Linked DNA regions of Zea mays: region 1 is linked to region 2. A link is a contact called in public Hi-C data. All regions are on one chromosome and are shown on one strand. The core of a region is the stretch at or near the end of the contact, and the rest is flanking DNA. Distances in the headings are between cores, read along the strand shown.

The links. A called contact is a pair of places that touch in the nucleus more often than the background predicts.
Region 1: a contact with region 2 is called in a Hi-C map of ear, with 1.7 times the contacts expected there. The contact joins the promoter of LOC100284456 here to the promoter of LOC100279470 in region 2. A contact is called at or near these places in 6 of 25 Hi-C or Micro-C datasets (bundle sheath, ear, leaf and 1 more).

What each region holds. Positions count from the first base shown.
Region 1 is chr7:167,971,589-167,975,278 of Zm-B73-REFERENCE-NAM-5.0, reverse strand. LOC100284456 reads left to right here and starts at 1,989. Exons shown (of 2, transcript NM_001157351.2): 1 at 1,989-2,794; 2 at 2,906-3,508. The coding sequence starts at 2,105. The coding sequence ends at 3,100.
Region 2 is chr7:167,686,841-167,690,049 of Zm-B73-REFERENCE-NAM-5.0, reverse strand. It overlaps LOC100279470, which reads left to right and starts at 1,883. Exons shown (of 4, transcript NM_001360975.1): 1 at 1,883-2,111.

The DNA of each region.
Region 1 (3,690 bases), core at 740-3,239, 290 kb before region 2:
ATGGGCATGGCAGTGTTACCATGCGTGAACGCATGAATGTTGCATGGCATGACATGCACCGGGCCTGTACTCCGAGACTGTTGTTAGGTGCTTCATGGCACCAAGCTAGTACTATGTGCCGGACTGCCGGTAGCTTTCAGATGGCGAAGAGAGAGAGAGAGAGAGAGAGAGAGAGAGAGAGAGAGAGAGAGTGCTTAGCAAGTGTGAAAGATGCCGCGTCGAAACGTGAAACGGGAGGAGGGACACACGGTGGGCCACACCCACGTCCGTGTGTCCGTGTGTCTGTGTGCGCGCGGCAGCAGGTGTGCACTGCACAGTTTCGCGATTCCGACACTGGTCCCCTAGTGCGTTCTGCGGCCTTGGGGGCCGTTCTGCACCCCCGTTCCGTTTCCCCTTCCGAGCTCTGAGAGCCAACTATATACCAGTCTACCACCCCACCTCAAAATTCTTCCACTACCCATACCCGCAAAGGTTTTTAAAACCTGCCTTAACATCATCATTCATTATAAATATATCTTATAATATTATTAATTGGATATGTTCTAATTGAAATAAACTTTATATAACAAATTTTAAGCTAAAATTAGTTATCACTTGTTCCTTTTATCCTAGCTTATTAATGTATTGATTGTTATTTACATGGTGAATTATTTTTTATGTTGGTGTTAGTTGGTATGGAAAACCCGTTGGGTACCCGAAATCCCCACAGGTATAGGTTTAGGCAAATTTTATATCCGTCATGGGTATGAGTTTTTTAGCAGCCGTATTTTTTCTTCGCGGATATAAATTTGAGCAAGTAATACCTAACGAGTTTTTAACGGTTGCCATCTTTAGATGGCACGCCACAGACTCTCGCTCGCAAAAAAGATGCTTCCACCAGACGTATCTCCCTCGATATTGGCAGGGCCCAGGCCCAGCCCACGCCTTGTCCACGTCTACCGGTTTATTTGTAATGGGCGCCGTTTATTATTAATTATCACATCGACGCAGCAGAGCTATCAGGGCCCCCACGCGGGGTTAACGCTAATTCCCCACCGCCTCCGCCTGCGTCCGTCTCCGTCATGTTTCACCCGTCAGTGCACGCGGTCAATTTCGTCACAGCAAGCCCACTCTTCTGATCGTGTTCGTGTGACGGTGACGTGTGTTGCCGCGGCCGACCACGTCTCTAATTAATCCCCCACCCATAATAACGGAATATCTATCCCTTTCTCTCTCTTTTCTTTCTATCCGGCTGGTACGTGAATAGGAGGAGGCGTACGTCACAAAAATTTGTCCGCCCCGGTCAAACGAAAGTTTAATAAGATTGATAACGATCTGAAATCATACCGGCGCTGTATGTGGTAAAGAGTTGTTTCCGCTGAGGTCCTCCTCCTCTTGTTTGTTCCTTATCATCAGCTGTGGAGGGCTACAAACCCTTGCTCGAGAGGCTAAAATCGACTGGAATTCGGTCAGCATGCATAATCACCGCAGAGTGGCTTTAATTCAGTCGTGTGTCAATTTGCTCGGATATGATATCTCCGCACACTGCACCGCCGCTACCGGAAGCACTGGAATGGTCGCCACCAATGATACCTGCCCATTGCACATCGATAACGAAAACAACTTGACGTGCGCGCAGGCGTATCTAACCGGGAGAAGATAACATGAAAACTCAGGCACTGATCGGTTGTGAGTCAGCGCACTTTGCCCACGCCACGCGACCCGTGCCCCTCCCACCCCACACACCCAAAAAAAAAAACGCCAGTTTGCTCCGGTGCCGGGAAAGCGAGACGAAGGTCACGAAAAAGCCGCGAGAAATGGACGTGAAATTTGGGAAATAAGTATCCAGGACGGCCAATGGTCCTGTAAAATAACACCAATCTGTTCCTCTGTTGGTTCGCCGCCCTACGCTAGTGTGGTGGGCGCTGGCCAGGCACCGCCTCCGGCTTCTATTTAAGAAGGCGCGCCCCCGCCACCATCCTACCCACCACACACCACCACCACCACCACCGCACACCCGGCGGCGCCAAGCCCTTCGACCAGGTAGCTGACCAGCATAGCGGCAGATGGTTTCGCGGCCGCTAGAGACTTAGCGTCGACGAAGAGGGAGGAAGCGGCGTGCCACATGTTGAGTGAGCAGACGGCGGCTAGCACTAGCAGCAGCGGCGGCGGCGTCGAGCGTCAGGACAGGTGGCTGCAGCCGGTGGCGGAGAACGAGGAGGAGGAGGAGGAGTTCAGGGACATCCACGCGCTGAGCCCGCCGCCGAGCCAGCCGTCGTCGTACCGCCGGGCGCGCGGCGGCGAGCCGTGGGGGTCCGCCGCGGGCGGGAGCAGGCACACGTCCGTCCGCTCCGTGGGGAGCGACACCGCGCCCAGCGAGCCCTTCCCGACTATGACCAGGGAGTTCTCGGCCATGGTCGCCGCAGCAGCCAGCGCCGCAGCAGACAGCCGTGACGCCGGCAGCGACGTCGTGGGCAGGGCCGAGGAGGAGGAGGAGGAGGAGCTGGAGGAGACCAACCCGCTGGCCATCGTGCCGGACAGCAACCCCATCCCGTCGCCGCGCCGGGGCCCGCCGCCCGCCGCCCCGGGCGCCGACGCGGCGGCGCTGGTGGCCGCCGACGGGCACGGAAGCCGCGAAGGCGGGGGGGTGTCCGTGGGGCAGGTCAGGAAGGAGGAGGTGGAGTCCAAGATCGCCGCGTGGCAGGTCGCCGAGGTGGCCAAGGTCAACAACCGCTTCAAGCGCGAGGAGGTCGTCATCAACGGCTGGGAGGGCGACCAGGTCGAGAAGGCCAGCGCGTGGCTCAAGAAGTACGAGGTAATTAATATCCATGGGTCTATAGCTTCAAAACCCAGCAAACCCCCCCTAATCATGTATCTGGATTGCCCAGTTCTGATATCGTCAGTGTTGTTATGTTGTATGGCACAGAGGAAGCTTGAGGAGAAGCGTGCCAAGGCGATGGAGAAGGCGCAGAACGAGGTGGCCAAGGCGCGGCGGAAGGCGGAGGAGAAGCGCGCGTCCGCGGAGGCCAAGCGGGGCACCAAGGTGGCGCGAGTGCTGGAGCTCGCCAACTTCATGAGGGCCGTGGGGAGGGCGCCCTCCACCAAGCGCTCCTTCTTCTGAACCCACCGGCCTCTTCTTCACCAGTTCCTCTGTCTTGCCGCCGCCGCCTGTGCAGTTCAGTTCAGTTCAGTTGTCCTGTGGGTCGGACCGTTCACCGCTTCACTCCACGGGATCAGGCACAGTGATCAGTGCCGTGCTAGCTGTGTGGAACGCTTGTTTTAGTGTTGTATCCACATGTACGATTTGTAACGTTTCCTTGCTTCTCCCGTTTCGTGTTTTCGTATGGTATCTATGGTATTGCAAAGTCCATGGCCACGATAGACAGGGAAAGCATATGTATACACCATTAGAAGGATGTGCTCTGCGCCTCTGCCCGAGTCTTGAGGACAGGAGCTGCATGTATTTTTCACCAATATAATGGTTGTGTATGTCAATTACGAAAAGATATGAACACCATTACCACCGCGTAAACTGGACCGCTTGCACACTTGATTTCTGAAGCAACGGCTTTCTTCGTTTCTGTTGTTTCTTTGTGTTAATTCCTTCGCTGCTGTGAAGCTTCCATATACCCAGCCCAGCAATGTTTTTAAGTGCTCAACGGGGAAGCTGTTTCTGACTAATGGAATGTCACCTCTCAACTCACAGCTGTT
Region 2 (3,209 bases), core at 634-3,133:
CCTTATTATTTCATTCAATGCACAAACATATAACTCCAACATGATGCATATTTTTTTATCCTTTGTTTTAGTTCATCTCTAAATTTTATGTATGCTCTTTTTATGATGCAAGCGAGGAACATATAATAAGGAAATCACTATATAATCCCTTTATACAATTTTGAGTATTACAATATACCTTCGTATTACCTTGTGACATGAAGCAATGTGGTGTAATGGATGGGCTTGTAGAAGCGATAACATCGTCCGAGCATGAACAATCACCATAATCATCAAGTATGCTTGAGATAGAACAATCATTTGCATCACTTGAGTTTGAGCCATCACAGTCATGATTATCAAGTGAACTTATGGTATGCCTTCATCATCATCACTTGACCATGAGGTGGAGCAATCTTCCACAACCACTATGTTGTGGATGTGCTCAACATCCTCGTTAGAGATCCTCCCATATACACCATCAAGTTATGTCCAAATATCATCAGCGGTATTCATATACATAATTTCCTTGAACACCTCATCACTTATCCATTGATATAAAATGTTAGTATCTTGGTATTCAAGATGTAAGCATTTATCTTTGGCTTGGGTGAGATCTTTTGTTTTCTCATCCAAGGGACTAGAAAAGCCAACACTCACAATCCACCATAATTTCGCATCAATAACACGGGAATAATAACTCTTACAAGCTTTCCTCTGTGCAAAGTGTGTGCCAAATGTGTGGATCACAAGTAACCACTATACCTTTAGTCGCCATCCTACTTACTCTCGGGTTGGTTAAGGCCACCAAATGAGAGAACCAGGCTCCGATACCACTTGTAGGATCTAGATGATGGACTAGATGGGGGTGAATAGTTCTTTCTAAAACTAATTATGTTGGCTAACACGAATAAATTTGGAATTAATACTGTTTTGGTCTAGCCAAGACTGTACCCCTTTAACTATAACAAACACCTGACAAAAGATTCTAATCGAAGCAACTAAGGTGCCAAGTTAGTGAAAGAGCTCTCCCACCTAAATCTAGTTAGCAAGATCATACAAACTTATGCAACTATAATTCTAAGCACACCGAGAGCTCCTAACCATACTACTAAGCAAAGCGCACAAAGCACAAGCCACTACTAGCAAAACTCACTAGTTGCACTACACAAGCACAACGAGAGAGAAACAACTACTTAGCTACACAAGCTAAGCAAAATGGATCAGCTACACAAGCTAACAAGTGAGTAATTATTTTACAACAAGTATGACTAGATATACAAGAGCAACAAATACTCACTAGCATAAGCATATGAACAAGTAAATACAAGCTAGTGAGGAAAGTTGAAAACCAACGGGGAGTTGACAACACTTGACACAATGATTTTTCTCGTGGTGTCAATGACTTGCCGGTCACCCATAGCCCACATTGAGGTAGATTCAAAGCACCCAACCGCTCCTCTATGAAGTCTCTACTTGATCTCTTGAGTCTGCTAGTTTATTTTTCAACAAAAATGCGACAATAAAGAAATAGAGATAATATTCATTATGTCACATAAATATTTAGTTGTACTATGTATAATACGCTAATATTAATAGATATAGCTATTTATTTTATAAATTTTATCATGTTTTGTAGTTTAACGTAGCTTTAGCGCAGACGACACACTACTAGTTTGATCAAGCCGGCAGCGAAAGAGTTCAAAATCTATAGCCAAGCCTAGGCCCAGTAATGTAACAGGGTGGTTCAGTGAGGCCTCTGTAAGCCCAGTAGGATTTCTACTGGCCCGGCCTAGCCCGCTTAAATTCTCTGGGTCCAGTTCCACGTCCTCCCTTCTGCTGCCCCGTTTAGCCTCAAAGCAACTCTCACACGGTCTCAGTCCGTCTCACACACAGACACACACACCATCGTCGTCCTCTGCACTTCGGCAGCGCCCGCGCCACGCCAGGCAGCACCATCGCCGCCGCACGTCCACTTCGCCAGCGGTCGCATCTCCGGCATCCCGCCGCCGGAGCACGTCATCCATCTCGAAGTAATTCGCGTGTTTCCTCGTTCGTCTTCGTCGTTGCCCTCTCGGCTGAATCGCGTGGAGTGGAGATCCGTCCGGGCCTGCGGGCGTTTCCATTTTCTGGTAAGCCTCCTTCCTCATCTTGCTTCGATGGATGGTTACTTGAACTGTGTTGCGTACTTGCGTGGGATCTCATCCCTGTGCGCGCAATCGAATCCGCATCTCTACATCGTCCAGCCCATCGGTTATATATAAAACTTATAAGCGGATTTCTCTGCTTGGCGACAGGCTAGTGGTCTAATACATGCATCCATTGATGTTAATTCAATGGCTCGATTTCGTTCCTGTTTTCTCTGACGCGCAAGATCGGTCCCTGTTGACTCCCTTACGACCTGGCGCAATTCGCTGTGCAACTCGCGAAAAATTTGGGGGCATAGACTGTGAATCGGTGCCTTGCTTGTGAGGATTCATAAAGCGATTAGTGGATTGAGCGTAACACGCAGTAGCTGCCAGCTGGGATGCTAATGCTTTGGTGGGGGGGATGACTGAAAAATGTCGTCGTTGTTATTTTTCTTCCCTTTGCTTTGCTACCCTGACGAAAATGCAGCCATGATTAGCGCAAAGCTTTTTTTTTCCCCTTCTCTTTGAACCTAGTAAAAATCGTGTATATTTGCATTAGGAAATGATGGAACGCGGAAAGGCAAAACCAACTGTTAGGAGGACCTCGGACGTATCACAGATTTAGAAGCATTGTAGATGCTACCGGATGACATTGTTGAACTCGCTAGCAACTTCCCTTTTGTCCTTCCGTGCCTCGAATCCCAGCCGGGGATGTTCGGCGCTGACGCTGACACATGTTTTGGTGCGTCACATGTGATATTTTGCTAATCCTGTACAGTTTTTCACGGTGTTTAGGCTGTTTGGCGGATATGGTCGGATTGATTGGTTTAAATTTCGGAGAATACATTTTTTCCCAAAAGTTTGACCACATCACCACCATCTTCTTTATTTAGCCACGTTTAACCAATATTTATTTATAATTCTGTTTTTTTGCTGTGGAATAATATTTATTTGACTTCTGCTCAGCGATACATAGTGTTTTTTGAAAAAAAAGAAGCGAGATAGTGGAATTTATTAAAAGTGTAGCTATTGGTACAGGACACACAACAAATGCACATGTAAAAATGTTTCTCAATTTTCATGTACCGGTGCCGTTTAGCA